2 separate regions of the Mus musculus genome follow, and region 1 is linked to region 2. Evidence: chromatin contacts called from public Hi-C data. All regions are on one chromosome and are shown on one strand. The core of a region is the stretch at or near the end of the contact, and the rest is flanking DNA. Distances in the headings are between cores, read along the strand shown.

Region 1 (5,097 bases), core at 2,086-4,585, 1.2 Mb before region 2:
TCAGAAGAGGGATGATGAAGCTGGGGGGAGGGAGAGTGAGAGGAGGGGAATAGCTGAGCCGAGAGGATGAAAATGATAGGGCTTTATTTTAAAACAGAAAGTCTGTTGTCAGTTTAGATTATAGGCTAAGCAACCGGGACAGGTCCTTGGAGGTTAGAGACATCGCCCAAGCACAGCAGACTCTTCGGTACAGAGGCACTGAGCTGGAAGAAGCCAAGGCCTTGCTTGAGGAAATGGGGTAGCTGTGCATATCAGGTCAAAATAACATTTATCGTAGCTTCTGGGGAGTGATGGAAGCCAGTAAAAGCAGTTGTTCCTGACCTGGACGGCTGCCCAATCTTACCTCTCTAAACAAACAGTATTTCCCCTGAAAGCAGGGAGCGTGACCTCTTACCTTTGTAAGCTTTGTAAGCACCACGTTGCCGCTCTGCCAGAGACATCTCTTCCACCCAAGGGTTTGCCATCATCCCCAATGAGAATGAGAATGCATAGAGACATGGAGTGTGTTGGAGCCTTAGGAATCAAGGAATTTGGTTTTCTTTTTTTCATCCATTGGAAAATCGGGCCCATGAAGTTAAGGAAAACTGTAGATAGTGAGACCACTCTTAACGGTTTATTCAGATCCCAAACCCAGGACAGGACTTCTTAGCCTTCATCTGTTGCTCCTTCAGTAACACCTTGTTGCCTCTCAGATTGTGTCTTAACGTAACTTCAGAGGCATCTGTCCACCCACCCATCCATCCACCCACTCATCACTAGTCCACCCACTCACCTATCCACTCCCCATCCATCCACATATCTACCATCCACCGAAGCTACCCACGTATCATCCATCTGTTTTGCTCAGCCCCTTATCTGTTCAACCATCCTTGCTTCCAACTTCCCTCTGTCAGCCTCATGCCATCTCCATTGTTTCTTTCCTTTCTTATTCAAAATACTAGGCTCTGTGGAGGAGTGGCTAACAAAGCTTGGGGTTTGATGAAGAATTTGAGAAAATATCAGAGAGAGGGAGAGAGAGAATTTGAATATTTTAATAAAGGACACTGGCAAGTCACATGGTAAAGAGTATTCTAGGCAAAAAGCACAAAGACCTTCCAAACATGCTCTTGTCTGGTGGATTCGGGTACACTACAATATTTTGGTTGATTTTGATTTGATTTTGTAGTTCTCAGAATCAAACCCAGAGTCTTGTATACGATAGGCCACAAATAAGTGGTCTAGCCTGAGCTCTGTCCTCTGATCATGCTGCCCATGCTGTTTGAGTTCATCTGTACCCAAGAAGGTCCTTTAAAGTGTTCTCTCACTAGGGACTGTTATCTCATGACTGTCAAGTGTCATTGGTCTTGGAAATAAGTTAATTGCTGGACACCATCTGTGGCCCAAGAGTTAGATCACACCTACCTGCCGTTTATTCATGGAATAACCTCTTCTGGTGAAGTCTTGGCTCTTATGATCACTATAACCTGGACTTTATAGGAGTTATCTAGATTGATGTCTGTCTGCCCTTCTCTGTAGATAGGAATAAGCCTGTACAGACAGAGCAGAGCCTCTTCATCATCAATGGGAGTACAACAGGGGGAAGACTTGTATAGAGATTGCAGGTAGACATGGGACCCAGTGAAGAAGACAGACACATGAGGGCACAGAAAGGGGTGTCTGCATGTGACAGAAGTGGTCAAGGCATGGGTGGAGAGCTTTGCTTCTTTTCAAAGTGAGCAAAGAGACCCTACATATCAGATACCTAGGTATCCCCACCACCCTCTGAGCTGTCTCATCTACCCTAACTTCTATGCATGTTTTCAACGTGTGTTTACAAATGAGAAGTTATTTGCCAGTTGCTTTCACACCACTCTCAGAGGAGAAGTAAAAATAACATCTCTCTCGAGCAGTGGTTCCCAACCTTCCCAATGCTGTAGCCCTTTAATACAGCTCCTCATGTTGTGGTGACCCCAACCATTAAATTATTTCTGTTGTTACTTTGTAACTTCATAATTTTACTAGTATTATGAATCACAATGTAAAGATCTGTGTTTTCTGGTCTTAGGTGACCCCTGTGAAAGGGTCATTTGACCCCAAAGGAGTCACAACCCACATGTTGAGAACCACTGCCCTAGATCATTTTGGACCTCTATTCCCACTTCATGGGACTTGAGGCACATTTCCCACATCCCTAAGGAGCACTTGTCTGGAGAGCTTTGTTTCCCATTCTAACCTTGAAACCTGACTTGGTTGCTTTCTTTGTAAGTTTGGAGAAAGGGGGTTTATGTTGGTTTCCAGTCCATCCTGCATGGCTGCAGGTGTGTAAGGCAGGCATAATAGTCAAGGACCTGACTTACCACCTTTGCATTCATACACAGGAAGCAGAGAGACAGGAGGAGGGTGGGTGGGTGGTCAGGCTATAAAACCTCAAAGTCCACCCCCAGTGACATACTTCCTCCAGCAAGGCTCCACCTCTTCAAGGTTCCATAACCTTCCCAAAGAACATCACTAACCCTGAACTGAGAGCTCAGATACATGGACCTATAGGGGGACAGTCCTCATCAAGCCATCACCACTCCATGTGACCACCACTCAATTCTGCATAGAATCATCAACTCAATCCAGACTCCCCCAAGCCTTCCTCCACTCAATGCTTTACCCTAATTCCCCAAGATAGAGTGCTCCTACACTGAGTATGGTAGTCCTCCTTGTTCAGTGGTCACTGAAAACACCTCTCTGGTATCTCACATCTGTGTGGTGAGTTCCCTGAATGGATTAGGGCTCCTGGATCACCCTCTTCCCAATTCATTATCCAGCAGCTACCTGAATCCAGAGTTAGACCTGTACTTGGCAGCCATTGCTGCTGTTCAGAGCCCCTCTTCATCAAAACACCATGCCTTCTCCCTGCTTGACCAAGGTCTGCTCTCCAGGCCTCACACCCAGCACCCTTCCCCTGCTCTTGACACAAAGAGGAGACAGGTTTCTCTGCTCAAGAGGCTGGAAACCATGGTGATGGCCATGACTAAAGCACAGAGAAAGAGAGGGCTGCTAGAGACAGAGAGGAAGGGACTTTGATTGCATGGTAACGCATCAATTCCTTCCGTCTCAGAGCAGCTTCAAAGTGGAGAGGGTACAGTCTATCGCCACCCTCATCAGAAGACATCGCTGTGGAAAAACCCCGTGCCCTTGTGCATATTGAAACAAGGAGTTCACGGATCTGTTTTTCTGCCCTAAATGACTGGGTTGGAAACTAGGTTTGTCAAATGTTTGTAGAAGGTCGCAGGGTCCTGGAGGCTCCTGTGGTGCAACAACTGAAGCAGGGCCCGTCTAGTTAGTTCTAGATTCACATACGCTCCATTACCAGCTGTGTGACTGGGCTAGCTACTTAGTTCCTCATCTCGGAGTTGGTGACAGAGTTGGAGACAGAGTTGAAGACAATGCCTGAGAGACAGCTCCTCCAGTGCCTAGCAGACAGTGAGCACTCAGCAAAGGGTGCTACTTACAATGCCAGGTACTGTGCCAGAGCCCAGAGAAGTAGGCTGCCCACTTTCCATTGTTGGTGAGCTCAGGAGGGGTCATGCATGCAGAGAGCTGGGGGCGTTGGGAGTGAAAGAGGAAGCCAAGGCTGATGGAGGAGGGAGGATGAATCTCCCCATCTCACTCTTCTCTCCCTAACAGGAACAGCAGCAATCAGCTTCTCCCCTCCCCTAACTTGTTTCCATGGTTCCCACCCGGGCTGCCTCAAAAATCTGTCACACTTTTAGCATAATGTGTAGTGAGCACCACGAAAAAAGCTTGTGTCACCGGCAGAGGCCAGGCCAGGCCCTTCCTCCCGTTCCCTGGGGAGGCTCTGGCCCCGAGGTCAGGCTGGGCACCTGCAGCCTGAATCTCCTTTGAGTTCCCTGCTCTGTCCAAATTACCTGTGCTTGCCAGGTCTCCCTCACAGGTGGACCCATTAATGGTGTTGCATGCACAGCCTGTCAGCTCCCTAATTACACCTTTCAGTGGCGAGCTGCCTGGTCCATTTCCATGCTTTCTGTTGGGTATCTTGATCCTTGCCGTTGTCAGGATAAGTTGCGCTGTGGCCTGGCTGTCAGAACAGAGACGATGGCTCTTGTTTTAGCTGGTCTTTTATTTGTCTTATGGTCAACCAGCCTCTTTTAAGAAGAAGAAGAAGAAAGGTAGAAAGAACGTAGAGCTGACTGTAGAATTGAAAGCTCATTTTCATCATCTATTTGCTGAGCATTTCTGAACAAATCATTTAACCTCTCTGGGTCTACAGCAGCGGGGTGACGTTAAGAGGTACCCCACATAAGAGATCATATATAAGTCAGTCTTTGGTGTAGCTGTGAAGGGGAGTTTGCTATTCTTCCTCAATCCTGAATAGGGGACGTGGATTTGGACCTTGGTATATGCAGTTAGCCTACTGGGTGACTTTGAGCAAGTCACTTAGCCCCTCTGATCCTGTTTTCCTGAGCACATGGGAATTAAGAAAAGCAATATACATGTTATCTTCTAGGATTGCTGTGGGACCAACTCATGTCAAAGACACAATCAACTTGAAAATCACTAAGAGCTGCATACCAGTAAGGTGGCGGTGAGACATAAAAGAAGATTTCAAGAGGCTGGGGCGGAGTGGGTTAGAGCACTGGCTGCTCTTAAAGAGGACCCAAGTTCAATTCCCAGCACCTACACAGAAGCTCACAACCATGTAGCTCTAGTGCCCTCGTCTGGCCTCCACAAGCCTGTGGTGCGCATGCATATGTGCAAGCAGATGTTCGTGCACATGAAGGGAAAATAAATAAATAAATATTTAAAAACAAAAACAAAACCAAGAGGAAAGTGCATTTACAAAGCAAGCTTGAGGAGCTGAGTTCGTATTCCCAGGCCTTACTCTAGAAATCTGTGTGTGGGTGGGTTCACGTGTCCATGTAACCCCAGTGCTGTGGGGGACAGAGACAGGAGGATAGCTGGGATGCTCTGGATGCCAGCATAGCTCTAAGATCAGTAAGAGACTCTGTCTCAAGGAAATAAATCTGTCAGCCACTGAACAGGACAGCTGATGTTGTCTTTGGCCTCTCCATGTGTACCTGCACTCCTCCCCCTCTCCCTCTCCCT
Region 2 (5,195 bases), core at 1,802-4,301:
CAAAGACCAGACTTCCAGAGACATCAGACATGGAGGGCATCACTAAGTTCCCCATTAGCAGTGATAACCCACCCTCTCAGAATCTGGGCTCCTTACTGAAGCTTCTGCAGAGACCCTACCTGGAATGGGCATATAGAGAGGAGGGATGGGGATGACTGTGGAAGAGGCCTGGGCTCTCTGTCTCTCTCAAGGGACTGCCAGTATAAGCCCCTCTCCTTTCACATCCAAAGGAAACAAAGGATAACGATAATGGCAACCAGTGGGTAATAGGAAGCGACATCTGTAGCTAACACAGGCTAAGACAGTGGATGTGACTGAGTCCACAGTCAGGGCCTCCCCATCACTGTGTCAAACATAGCCTGGCAAACCTGTGCATCATGGTAGTGGTGGCCAAGGTCTACCCCTAACATAGCCAATATCATAGATAAAAGAAGGCACTCTAGATCCTAGAATCTGTATGACCTTACCAAAAACCAATAAGAACTTCAGTGAGCATGTCCGTATGCTCTCTAGATCACTAACCAGAGATTAACCCTTCCTTCCTTGGATCAGAGAAAGGAAGAACTGGACACCAGGTAATAGCCCACAGCTCTCTCCATACAGAAGAGATCACCCAGGTGGCTGAGTAAAAGCAGGGGCAGCATGACAGCATCACCCCTCCTTACAAGGCTTACCTCACCCTGGGGTCCAGCTGACTCTTAAAGTTCTCACTGTAGGAGACGGTCCTACCACTGTGACTAGCCTCTACTGTCTTGCCAGACCACTGGAAAATCCACTTCCACTCTTCCCTGGGTCCAGAAATTGCAGGAATGAGGAAGATAGCATCATTCATTGTCTTGGAGTTGGGGATTCTAGAACTTTCTTTACCAGCTACTGAGTAATATGTATAACCTATAAGGACTAACCCCTAGAAACTAGTGTGCAGGGCAGAGAACATGTTTTACAGGAACCTAGGAGCTACCAATGTGGGGTTCCCTTCTGGTGTCCATGATGACTGTAGGGAGCCTTGGAAAATGAGAGACAGCCACTGTGACACAATTATGAGTATTGAAAGAGATGAGGCCAATGTTGGGATGACAAGAGCATTCAGTAGAACCATGTTGTGGCAAACAGCCATGTCAGAGTGGATGTTAGACTTCTCCCTTGAAAACCTCTCTCATGTATTTCCCCAATGTACCCTCAGGTAAGAAACCGGTTTTATGGTTAGTAGCACTGGGGTTAGTCACAACCCACTGCCAATCTTAGCTGAGCCTGTAATCTGCATGCATTTAAAAGCCATCTGTCTTGGAAAGAAAGGTGAAGAATTGTGGAAATAACATTGCAAAATGTCCTTATAAACTAAACAGTGGTTTTACATACTGGCTGAGCCTTGCCAGCACCATACCAGAACCTTTAGAAAATAGGTCATGACATTGAATGTAGAGCTTAAAGGTGAAGCCTTCCATGCATGCTGGTGAATGTGGCATTAACATGATGTGGGGAGGTTCTCCAGTGCCTGTACATGTGGGGCCCACAAGCTAACTCAGGTATCATCATTCTCTGCCTTATTTCTTGAGTTCACCGAGCCTGGAGCTTACCATTCCTGCTTGACTAACTAGCCAGTAAGCCCCTGGAATCGAGCTGTCTCTGTTTTCCTAGCTCGGGGGTTATAGGCACCGACCATCATATCTGGCTTCTATGCAGGAGCTGGGGATCTGAACTCGGGTCCTCATGCTTGTGCAGCAAGCTCTTTATCCACAGAGCCACCTCCTCGGCCCGGATTCTCATCACTCTTGTAGTGATGTTCTGTGGAGTCACTGTAGAGTGAATAAGCAGATATTGAACAGTATACTGTTCCTAGGAGAAATAAAGAGTTAGGTTCAGCGGAGCTCCGGCCATAGCATTTCCACTAACTGATCAATACACAACCATGTTTTATTGTGCTTCTGCTTAAAGACACCTTATTTTATACACACCATTAACATTGAGCTCCCGGCCAACAACACTATCATTCACGACCAAACCAAACTTCTCTAACCTACATATTTTCTCCACAAGGTAGAAATGTTCTTTATCATTGTGCTTAGGCTCATTTTAAATGGCAAAATCACCAAGCAGAAGCACAAACAGCAAGCTGGCATTGAATAGATCACAAAAATTACAGGCTGCTTTCTGTTTTTCAGTATGAGAGAAGAAACAAGGAGGCAGAGGGTCACCTTGCTCAAGTGCTTTGGGCAACTCAAATGTTGTGCTACTCTCTATGTGTCTGTAATAGACTAAAAATGTAAGGTACGTCGTGAGTTGAAGGCAGAACACTGGACAAATTGCAAATATAGAATCCAAGGACAGCAATCAACAGTACACAAAGACTATGGAGTACTATGCAGCAACAAAAAGGAATAAATTTGGATACACATGACAGCCTGGATAAACCCCAAAGGTGTTGCAATATGTGAAAGAGCTTTGGAATCTGGTACTATGGTGCCACTGGTATGGCATTCTTAAAAATATAAAGAGATAGCAAAGGGATGATGCAAGGAGTTCTGAGAGGTGACAAAACTATACCACATCCTTCTTGTAGTGGTGACAACCCAAGTATATACATGTGTTAAAAAAATCCATAAAGCTGTACCTCAAGGGGAAAGAGTTTGTTTTATTTTGTGCTGGTTTAAAAAAAATAAATGCATACTTTATGCTTACCATAAAGCAAATAGCCAATGGTAGAACATCTTATCCATGATTGGGTCTACTGCATGAAATAGGGTCTATGGGGGAAGTGACTAAAGTGACTTAGGCCCTTTGTATCTTCCTAGCAGACTTGTCACAGGAAAGGCAATTATCAGCTGTGTTTGATTTGTGGTCTCATATCCTATGCAAGTGGCTGAGACAGCTCACTAGTCTCCAAATAAGGGTGACCAGCACAGTCCGGAGGTGTGCCCATCACTCGCAATTCATTTATTCTTCTGTGATAGGACCCCACTCCTGCAGAGGCCCAGGGCATTGGTTTTATATCCACATGCAGAGATCCCCACTTAGAAGTTAGTGTTGCCCCTAGCAACCAGCTCTCTCTCCACACTGCTTTGAATGCAGACTGCCTGAGGAAGACTGCTCCTCAGAACTGATTGCTGAAAGACCTCCTATCACAATGTGAACAAAACATTTTTAAACAGAAAATTTAACAAGACTTTAAAACAAAGATCCAAAGTATTTTTATCACATCCTGACGACGTGTTTGCCGAGTGACTGGAGGGGCACTCTCTGTACTTTGCAAAAGAAGAAAGACAAAGATGGGGGCAGATCATAAAGCCCTTCCTGTTCTGAGACCTGAAGGGTAGAACCAGGAGGACATGATATCCTTAGGAAGCCCCCTCACTCAGCTCTAAGCCCATAGTAGGTACTGTTAACATGCATGAGGAAATCAAGACAAATACCCAAATGAAAGAAGGAGCTGTTTGAGAAAAACCAGTTTTCACATCATGGGTGTGAGAGGGTCTGCACCAAGTACCACAAATAACATTGAAGAGAGTAAGATGTAGCCCTTGACTTTAAGGCAGAAGAATAATAAATAACTGAATTAAACTGGTGCATTTGAGCAGCTACATTATACCTGTTGTTGTTTCTGAACTCTGCATCTCCTTTTCAGATCACCATCTCCAATTCTCAAGCATCACTGCACTGTCAGACAGGAAAATGTGAGGAGTATGCTGGGGGAGGGGGGGTGAATACATGCAAGGGTATTTGTCAACACTCCTTGGTTGCCAATGACATGTCCCAACTCATAGGAACATAAACAAAACAGCAAGTGCATTGGCTCACATAATTAGGAAAGCTGTGAGACCTAAAACGATAACAAAAGAACCTGCTTCCCCATGACACCTTGTCCTTCCATGCTTTCACAGTCTTAAGTCTGGCGCCAAGTGTGATGGCCACATTTAGTCCTTCCCTAGTTCTGGGACTCAGGTACCCATGCTAATGCAGCAAATTTAGAAAAAGAAAATCTTTCTAATTTTCTAAAGAAAATCTGTTCTAAGGAACAGAAAATGGGTTTGACTTTTTCAGGAGCCCTTCCAATTGCATAGATGTTCAACACAGAAGATGGAGAGGAAAGCAATGCTGGATTGCAGCCCCCAGTCCCCTGGGCCTCACAGGTGTCTGAAAAATGACAGTTTGGACTTCAAGCAAAGCTCAACTCTAGGCATCATCAAACTGTGGAACATCAGCACTGTAACACTGAGACCCAATAAAGGCAGATATGCTCAAGGTAGAATAGATTGAGGCTGCTGGGATGTTATCAGGACAGTGAATAAAGCTTAGGACACAAAAGTGAACCTGGTTTGAATCTTAGCTTACCTTCCTCAAGATACTAAGCTTTTCTAAGGTAACAACTCCTCAGCCATTAAATAGGATAATACCTGCCTCATAAGTGGGAGCAAAATCTAAACACAATTGTGTTCTTTAATTCCATATCTTTTTTCATCTTCAATAATCCTCTCTTCTAATTCTCAAGCATTGGGCTATCCATTCACTCATATTCCATCCCATATTTATTAAGCACTTGCTCTGAGAAATGTGCAACATGTTAAGAAATACTGTTTTTAATAAGATATAGCTCCTGGCCTTTTCAGGTATCCAAACCTTTGACATTGCAATATAACATTTTCATCTACAAATATGGTGGGCCACATTCACAGCTATTCTAGGATATACCTGCCCAAGTACTGAAACAAATAAGAGTAACAAAATAATTCTGAAACACAATGTATATGGAAGTCTATAAACCTACAAAGAATCTATCAAAATCTGTTAAGACTGTGGTTTTTGTTTTTATACCCATCACAATAGTCCCCCCTTATTTACTGTTTCACTCTTCATGGTTACACATAGTCAACTCTACTCCAAAACTATTAACTGAGAACTTCTAGAAATAAATGTTTTAAGTAGTGCACTGTTCTATGTAGCATGTTGAAATCTTAAGCAGTCATGATCCAGACCACTAGGATGTAAAGCACTTACTGCTTAGTTCACATACAAAGTAGAATTGTGGTCCATAAGATCAACAGTATGTGTGAATGAACCTCTCTTCAGGGAAATTGAGAAGGGAAAAAGAAGTTGTACTAATTTGGTTATTGCACCTCAGACTGCAAAAGTTATGAGCCCTATATGTGACAAACGCTTGCTGAATGTGAAAAAAAGGCTTGAAATTTGGCTAAGTAGAC

Evidence for each region. A called contact is a pair of places that touch in the nucleus more often than the background predicts.
Region 1: a contact with region 2 is called in a Hi-C map of cortical neurons, with 2.6 times the contacts expected there. The contact joins two enhancer-like sites. A contact is called at or near these places in 15 of 484 Hi-C or Micro-C datasets (the AML12 cell line, the HL-1 cell line, bone marrow-derived macrophages and 4 more).

What each region holds. Positions count from the first base shown.
Region 1 is chr9:47,941,694-47,946,790 of GRCm38.p6, reverse strand. Gm32016 (a long non-coding RNA gene) reads right to left here. Exons shown (of 3, transcript XR_379364.3): 2 at 395-584. Among named protein-coding and RNA genes, the nearest start is that of Gm32016, 4.8 kb to the right of the region's middle. Within about 2 kb of position 3,335, at least 26 of the 459 cell types and tissues checked have an H3K27ac peak or open chromatin away from gene starts, as enhancers often do. A contact at or near this core is called in cortical neurons, where this site is marked.
Region 2 is chr9:46,726,492-46,731,686 of GRCm38.p6, reverse strand. No RefSeq gene overlaps it. Among named protein-coding and RNA genes, the nearest start is that of Gm22805, 99 kb to the right of the region's middle. Within about 2 kb of position 3,051, at least 11 of the 459 cell types and tissues checked have an H3K27ac peak or open chromatin away from gene starts, as enhancers often do. A contact at or near this core is called in cortical neurons, where this site is marked.